2 separate regions of the Sus scrofa genome follow, and region 1 is linked to region 2. A link is a contact called in public Hi-C data. All regions are on one chromosome and are shown on one strand. Each heading gives the region's core, a stretch centred on a gene start, on an enhancer-like site or on the middle of the called end of the contact. The rest is flanking DNA. Distances are from core to core; before and after follow the strand shown. Region 1 has its middle 41 kb from the start of KLHL25. Region 2 overlaps AKAP13 (A-kinase anchor protein 13).

Region 1 (4,447 bases), core at 585-3,084, 240 kb after region 2:
GGGAAGAGAGTGGGATGGACTGGGAGTTTGGGATTAGTAGATGCAAACTATTACATTTAGAACGGATAAACAACAAGGTACTACTATACAGTACAGGGAACTATATCCAGTCTCTTGGAATAGAACATGATGGAAGATTATATGAGAAAAAGAATATATATATACATATATATACACATACCTGGGTCACTTTTCTATACAGCAGAAACTGGTACAACATTGTAAATCAACTATACTTTAATAAAAATAGAAAGGTAAAAAGCTCAAAAACAATAAAACAGACGGTAACAAAGACCTACTGTATAGCACAGGATATTTAATACTGTGTGAAAACCTACATGGGAAACTAATCTGAAAAGAAATGGATATACGTATATACACCTGAAATTAATGCAACTTTTGTAAGTCAACTAAATTCCAATAAAATTTAAGAAAAAAAAAAAAGAACACCTGGGTTCTGGGACTCTTCACCCTAGTAAGAAGGACCCCCACCAGGAAAGGCTCTTGAGGACCCTCGAAGTGGCTGTACAGATACTCTGGAAACTGGGAAAGAGATCCTTGACTTCTCTGTTGTGCAGAGCTTCCCACCGCCCAGGGCGTGTTGCCTGGCTGAGGAGAAGAACCCAAGCCTTTCAGGAAAAGTAGGTCCTGGGTGTGGCAAGGAAGCCAGAGGGAGTGAGAGATGGAACAGGAAGAGACAGGAGGGCCTGAATGGGAGCAGAATCTGGGAGAACCACCCAGAGCCTCCAGCAGGCTCTCAGGAGGATATGCCCAGCAGATTCTCAGAGAAGGGAGGTCCTAGGGCATCTGAGGGGGTGGGGGCTGGAATTGCTACAGGCCTAGAGAGGCCTTGTGTAGCTGCTTCCAATCTCCCAGGGGAGCTGCTGGCCAGCAGCACGATGTGACTATGCTAGAAGGGCCGGTGTAGCAGCTGCCCCACCACCCCAGCTCCATCCCACTTGCCACAGTTTTCGGGAGAAGTCATAGCTCTGGGGCTACTGCTCATCTGATCAGTGATTCTACTTAGGGGTCTTCCTGGAGCCTTGAAGACTGTGTACTCAGAATGTCATTCCCCAGAGAAAGGTTATGGGGATGTTGGAGGTCAAGGCAGGTGGGATACACAGACCTCTTCCCTTGTTTGTCCTGAGGAAGAGTGTATTCCTGTCTTACAGATGATACAACCTAGGCTCAGAGACATCAAGTGACTTGTCCAAGGTTATACAGCTATAGGAATTTCAACCGAGTTTGGATGAGACCAAAGTCTGGGCATTTTTTTCAGGATGCAAACACTGGCCACTCTCAGACCTACAGGTTTATATTCTGTTTCTCAGCCTCTACCTTCATGGATAAAAACCATTCATTTCCCCCATCCTCATGGTCTGTTCTGGGGATCCCCTGGCCTGTCTCACCATCTAGATTCTAGCCACTGATCTTCTCAGCCCCAGACAGCAGATATTCGGTGAAATGCAGAACACGTATGCCAGGGCCCCATCTGTCCATCTAAACATGACTGCAAATCAAGGACACGTTTACAATGATGCCCAAATGACAAAGGTCCCAGGCCACTTACCTCTCTGAAACAAGAACCCTAGCTGCCCCCGGTCCCCTGCCTCATCCAAGTTCCTCCAGTCATTTTGAGGAGTTCTCAAAGGGAGCCTCACGCACACCCAGTCTGTTAGGGGCACCCCCACTGCATCCCCCCATTTCTTGCCTGTTCTTGTTTTGTCCACAATTCCCAGCTTTCCAGTAGTGAATTATTAACCATGCTATGGTTGTAACCACATTATTGTTAACTATGAAAGTGGGATGACTGAAGAGTGATCTTTGTACCAGTGTCTGTGCCAGTGGGGCTGGTCCAGAGCTCAGAAGGCCCTCATTCATTGGCAGAATCTCCCAATGACTCTGATGAAGAGACTTGGAGCTCCCACCTCAAAGGTCTCAACTTCTGCCAGAGGCTAGGTGGGCACAGGTGCTCTGCCGTTCTCCCATAAACCTCCAACCTCCTGATGGCATCTGGCCATAATCACTACCTCCTCCCCCTGGCAGGTTAGTGGATGCAAAGAACTTAGTGGACACATTTCTATGGTCTACAAAGGTCTCCAGAAATTTTTTTCTTATGGCTGAATCTGCAGCATGTGGAAGCTTCTGGGCTAGGGATTGAATTTGAGCAACAGCTGCAGCAATGCTGGATCCTTAACACACTGTGCCAGGCTGGAGATCAAACCCTCCTCTGCAGTGACCAGAGCTGCTGCAGTCAGATTCTTAACCCACCATACCACAGCAGGAATTCCTCCGGAATTTTTTTAATTGCACATTTCTATCAGTACATCTAAAAAGCATATACCCCTACTTGATGCAAATCTGTTTTTCATATATCATGTATAGACATAGCACTGCTCTTGTATGTGCACTTGTATTAATATAATGTGCATTAAAGCCATGCACAAAATAGAAATACACAAGGATGTTTTTTCATAAATTAGAAACGTTTATGTATGATGTCCATGAAAACCATATGTGAAAATAGAAAGGTAAAGAAAAGATGGAGAATAAATATAAAAGTTCTTACTTTTTCTTCTTCCCCTCCAGCGCATCTGCTCCCTCCATACCCAAATACATGCACCTCATTTTAGAGATTATACCCTTTGTCCACATCTGCACTCTTACTAGATGCTCTTTTCACACGATTCACTCAAGCTTCATGACTGCCCTGGGTGGGAGGTGTTTCTTCCTCTGTTTTTTGCACCAGTGCTGAAGTTCAGAGCCTGGGGTCGACTCCTACTCAGGCTGCTCTACCAAAATACCCTGGATTGGGCAGCTTAAACAACAGACATTTATTTCCCACAGTTTGTGAGGCTGCAAGTCCAAGATCCAGCATGGTTGGTTTCTCCTGAGGCCCTTTTCAAATCTTTTCTCTGTGCCTGTGCATCCCAGGTGTCCTTCTCTCTCTCTCATCAGGACATTCATCAGACTGGGTGAGGGCCCTACCCTTGTGACCTCATTTAAAAGGCCCATCTCCAAATACAATCACATCCTAAGATAGTGAGGATTAGGGCTTCACCATGTGAATGTGGAGGACAAGTCAGGCCATAACAACACTTAAGCCTATGCTCTCTGAGTCATTAGGCTGCCCTGCTTGACTGGTCTGGTGGTGCGACCTGGGAGCACTCACCCAAAATGTCACCTTGCTATGTCCTCCCAGGGGTCAGGTTCAGGAGTACCTCCACTTTCCCAGTGGGAGCTCCTTGATGCCCACTTCCAGATCCTGCTCCACCAACCCCTCTGCCTGGAATTCCCTACCCTCTGCTCTCCTTACCCCCCACTACCCCCCACCTCCACCCATCAAAAGTCCTACCTGTCCCTTCTTCCAGGAGACTCAAATGCCACCTCCTCCATGAAGCCATCCACAGAGAAGCAGCCTGAATCTGGTCCCGGGTGGGGGCGGGGGAGCTGAGATGGTGAGGAGAGGGATGATGCTAAAAGTCAGCTTGCCCTTTGTTTGCTAAGCCCAGAGCCTGTTACCGAGTCCATGCTTGTCCCATTTGTCACACAACAGGTAGTAAACGGAGAGATGAATTGTTGGGACAAGGAATAGTGACTTTATCCAGAAAGCCAGCTGAGAAAATGGCAGACTAATGTCCCAAAGAACCATCTTCACCGAGTTCGAATTCAGGCTTCTTTTACACTAAAAAGGATAGGGGCTGGGGAGTCCTGGTTCAAACCGGACTCTGGTGGGGAAAGAGTGATGTGATAATCCTGCCCGCAGCCAATCACAGGTGGGCCTGGTCAGGATGTTTCCTGAGAGCCAAACAAAGAGGTATTTTAACTTAACCTGCATTACCTGGGATGCTGGGGTCCCAGAGATGGGCCATTATGTATAATTTAAGCTTATAGGTAACATCCCTTTAGTGATTAACTTGTAATGGAACACAAAGTGTCTTCCCTATTGCAGGCCCAAGTTTGTTGAATGAATATGTGAGTGAAATGTTCCCTCTGCCTCACGGGCATGTTCTTCCCATGTCCTGCCTCCCCAGTCATCCCTGCTCATCCAGCAAGTCCCCAGGGTTAGAGCCCCCTGGGGCATCCAGGCAGCGTCTGTGGTCAGTGAATGTGGCCATGCCCAGGGGCTCCTCTAGCTTCTTCGAGACCACAGTTGCTTTCTTTCCCAAAGGCAACCACCCCTCATTCTCCAGGGGCACTCCTTCCCCCTGCAGAGGGTAGTCTGTTTGAGCAGGTGGTGTAGATAGAGTTCCGTGTTCCCTCAAAGGGTGGGCGGAAACTTGTGGGAGAAGGAGCCGTCCCTTATAGAAAGAAAACAGGCAGGAAATGAATGCTGGTCTTGGGGTGGGATCCTAGCTTGAAGCAAATGCAACTGTGCTTTGCTGGGAGTTACTAGGAACTAACCAAAGCTGATAGCTGGGGGGGGGGGGGCAAAGAGAGACAATTT
Region 2 (4,257 bases), core at 709-3,208:
TTAATCAGTATGGCAGGAGTTGCAGCTAAAGACTAGGTAGAAAAGAGAAATTTCCTCATTGATAACTCATTTATATGAATATTTGGGATTGAACTAAAAAATATGGTTCATCATTCTGTCTATGTAGAATTCAGATAGTTGATTTTGTGGTGACACAGAACAGATCTTTGGGTTTATCAGTGTAAGAGTTAGAGGCATAGAGCTATTAGAATTCAGACCCAGGAAAACTACTTGTATGAAAGAAAGTACCAGTAGCCATATTAAATAATACTGTGCTCTTTTGAAGACTACTAATGCTTACTATGATAACATTCTCATAGAGGAGGCAAGGGAGAACAAATAATAGTCTTACAGATGGCAAGTTGCAGGAACAGAGCAAAGGCTTTCTATGTGTCCTTCCTGCTCAGTGCTGGGAGCTCAGAGGGTAACCCTAATAATGCTTTGTTGTCCTACAAGTTTTTTACACTATGTTCATGGGTTCCCTGATTTGCTAGATGTACTGTCCTTGACAGGGTACACAAATGGTCAGTGCTAAGCATGTCTTCTGAACTGTTAAACACACGTTCACGAGCACACATGCACATACACACACATATCTTTGGAGAAATTATCAAAATGCTTCCATGAAACTTGGTCCTAAATTGATTGTTTCACTGGCAACAGTTTTTTGTTTTTTTCTATTTTCAAAGTTTGCATTAAAAATATTCACATTAGGTGTTCCTTTGTGGTTCAGTGGGTTAAGGATCTGGTGTTGTCGTTGTAGCATCTTGAGTTGGTGCTGTGCCGTGGGTTCAGTCCCTGACCTGGGAACTTCCACATGCCACAGGCTGCTACAGTGATAACACCAGATCCTTAACACGTGGCACCACAAGGGAACTCCCAAAGTGAAATTTTTATTTTACTTTTTACAATTTTTATTTATTTATTTATTGGTCTTCTGTCTTTTTAGGGCTGCACCCACAGCACGTGGAGGTTCCCAGGCTAGGGGTCGAATCGGAGCTGCAGCTGCCAGCCTGCACCACAGCCACAGCAACATAGGATCTGAGCTGCATCTGCGACCTACACCACAGCTCATGGCAATGCCAGATCCTTAACCCACTGAGCAAGGCCAGGGATCCATCCTGCATCTTCATGAATATTAGTCGGCTTCATTAACCACTGTGCCACAATGGGAACTCCTGAAATTTTTATTTTAAAAAAGCATTCAAGGTAGGCAGAGAATTCTGTTCTTTTACTTGCTGATTAATTTTTGATATATCTAGTTAATAAAAAGGTCTAACCACTAATGCCATTCATTTGTGGTGAGCAGTGTAGATGCCCTTTTCTCTCGTGCATGTCTGTGTATCAAAATTCCATGGCTTATATAAATCTGTGAATAAAGGAGCTTCTGTATCTAGGTTGCCTGCACCAGTTTGATCTACTCCTGAGAATTGGTTACCTTGCCTGAAAATTGCTCTTCAGACAGAAAGATGGATATTTATTCATTCTCATAGAAACTATTTGCTAAATGCTAAATAAATAAGCCCAAGAACCTAAAGGAAATACAAAGAAGTGGATGTCTTGGTCCAAGAGACTCATACAACAGATACCTTGATAATTGTGATCGTTGGTGAGTGATTTAAGTGTGGTAGGAGTGCTGGCACAGTTCAGTAGAGTGAGAGGAAAGACAGGCAGGTTTTTTGACTGAATTATTCAGAGGAGGCATCATGGATGTGATGGCGTTTGAAGGGGTCTTAAGGACTTGACTTGTTTTGCTTCTATGGGGAGGAACGTGAAAGCAGAATCAAGGACATGGGGGCAGCCAGAGTCGGATCTAATCTGAGCACGGTAGGATGACTTGCATGATGGCAGTGGAAGAGTCTTACAAGGAGAGGTGAGAGACCAGAGAGGCTGTCCTGGTGTTATGCTTTCCTCCCAGAGTCACTTCCTGGAGCTGCATGCTCTTTATCCCAGTGGTCACACTGGTATTTTGGCTGTCTGGGTGGGGATTGTTCAGGGACACTCTAAGTTCAGTCCAAATTAGGCAGTTGGGGATTGGCCAGGAAAAAAAATCTATAAATATCTGTCTTTTCTTCTTTCCTTTTGCCTCAGATGAAGAGGCTTCTTTTTCTTTTTTCCCAAGGCTAACTCTTCCATCTGAGCCCCCAGTCCTATCTTGACCTCAAGTTTTAAAGAACTCAGCTCGGCTTTCAGATGCTGAGTGACTCCTCTAATCTTAGTTTCTGGAGCAGCTACCTACCCCCTTCTCCACTTAGTTTCTGGAGCAACTACCTACCCCCCGCTCCACTTACTAGAGGAAAGAAAACCTAACTTTTCCCCCCAGTCCAGCTTTCTTGTCATGATACAGAGTATTTTCAGAGGGAACATGGTGGTCTGATTCAGAGCAAAGGTGTTCTGTTCTTTCACTTATAACTCGAATCAGAATTTTCAGCTACTTGTTTTTTTTCTTATGTGTCTTTTGCAGGCTAACTTAAATATCACTTTGAAAATAAGGCAAAAAATGTAATGACGATAACAAAGTGAAAATATTATAGCCACTAATACTTATATAGTACTCATGTCACAGGCACTATATACAAAGTACTTTACCTGTTTAATTCATTTATTCCTCATAGCAGCATTTTTCTTTTACTATATGTTTCTGTTCTCTTTATCCTCTGGCAGTAGTGTTTAAAAGTAGGTTTCCTTCTTGAAGGATTTTTCTCTTTTCCCTTTGCTTTGTCTTTTGGGCAACTGATAAATTATGAGCAAGTTATACCTCTACATTTTTCTTTGGAAGGCATGACTGTACTAGTGTGTTTGCCTTGGAAGGATGAGGGAAGTCTTCCATGGGAAGCTGAATCATTTTTTGGCTTGTCTGACTGAGTGACTATGCTAGAGCTATTCTTTTTGCTGTGAAGTAAAAAAAATAAATAAATAAATCGGGTAATTTCCTAAAGTAACACATTTTCATTTTATGTGGGATTCAAAACTTTCCTAAGGGTATGGCTATTTTGAACGTGAGTTTTCTTATCTGGCCAGGGCTTTTATCCTTTAAATCAGGAGCACTTTTAAGACTCTTCACCTTTTGCGTATGTTAACACTGACAGACTTTTTTTTCCCCTCTTGTTTAATAAATAAATCTGGTCAGTTATTTGAAAAGTCTTAAGATTATGATTGTGGTATTAAATGAATTCATAATCAGTTATTCATTTAGCCTTTGGATGTCTAATACCATTTTTGACACCCTTAGATTGAAGAAGCACCTGGGTTTTAAGGAACTTGTCATTCTACTTAGAGGCAGATTAACACACAGCATCAAGGAACAGTATAGAACAGAAACCATAAAGTGAGTCTCTCACAGTCTAAGGACCATCATAGTTCATAGCATAGTTATAAGGAGTGTTAGAGTAGGCAGAGCACTTAACTAGAAAAGTGGGATTTGAAGGGTAGATTTTGGTTAACGTGGAGAGACAAGGTAGGGTATTCCAGAAACCACGATTGTCCTAAGAGCCAGGGACATTGAGGTAGGAAGAACCATATCCTAATTGTGAAACTTGACAGACCAACCATCTACCTGTCTTGAGTATAATAGCAAATGAGACTGGGTAAGGATCATGGAATATGGCATGATGTCAAAGGAGATTAAACTTGATGAAGCTAAAGACTTGTACATTCTTCCTGAATTACAGCACAACACATACCACTTCTGTGCTGAAGCATCTTCAGTGGCTCCCAGCTGCCTCTGAATAGAGACTAAACCTTTTAGCATAGCATCGTATGCTTTTATAGTCTAGGCTGTTAATGCTTTTCCAGGCTAATGTCATAGCACTCTCTTACAGTAATTTGATGCATATAACTAGACAGCTTGCTAGTCCTCTCATACGTATCACTCATCGACACCTGTACCTTCACTTACAGTCTCCATAGGTGATGCCTGCCTCCTCTCTCCTGTTTTCTCTCTCTGTCCCTTTAAGTTAAACCACCACCTTCATGAAACCTTTCTACTTAGTCAGCGCAGTCAGAGATTCCTTATTCCTTGCTGAAACCCTGAATTTCATTTATACTGTCCACACCGTCTTATATTTCATGCCATTGATTGCTCCTGCTGTGTTTCCTTGAGGTCCCAGAAATCTCATTCATCTTTATATCTCTCGTAACATCTTACAGAGCACCATAACTGCAGCAGACATTTAAAATATTTGTTGAATAGATAGATAAATTTAGCCAATATTTGCTAATTTGCTACTAATTGGCCATGATGTGTTGGTGGTGACA

Evidence for each region. A called contact is a pair of places that touch in the nucleus more often than the background predicts.
Region 1: a contact with region 2 is called in a Hi-C map of liver, with 1.8 times the contacts expected there. The contact joins two enhancer-like sites. A contact is called at or near these places in 11 of 47 Hi-C or Micro-C datasets (alveolar macrophages, embryonic fibroblasts, fetal heart ventricle and 7 more) and 1 of 2 datasets of contacts at active chromatin or transcription factors (skeletal muscle).

What each region holds. Positions count from the first base shown.
Region 1 is chr7:88,331,192-88,335,638 of Sscrofa11.1, forward strand. No RefSeq gene overlaps it. Among named protein-coding and RNA genes, the nearest start is that of KLHL25, 41 kb to the left of the region's middle. Within about 2 kb of position 1,835, at least 4 of the 83 cell types and tissues checked have an H3K27ac peak or open chromatin away from gene starts, as enhancers often do. A contact at or near this core is called in liver, where this site is marked.
Region 2 is chr7:88,093,808-88,098,064 of Sscrofa11.1, forward strand. The region is part of intron 8 of AKAP13 (A-kinase anchor protein 13); the gene reads left to right. Among named protein-coding and RNA genes, the nearest start is that of KLHL25, 200 kb to the right of the region's middle. Within about 2 kb of position 1,959, at least 9 of the 83 cell types and tissues checked have an H3K27ac peak or open chromatin away from gene starts, as enhancers often do. A contact at or near this core is called in liver, where this site is marked.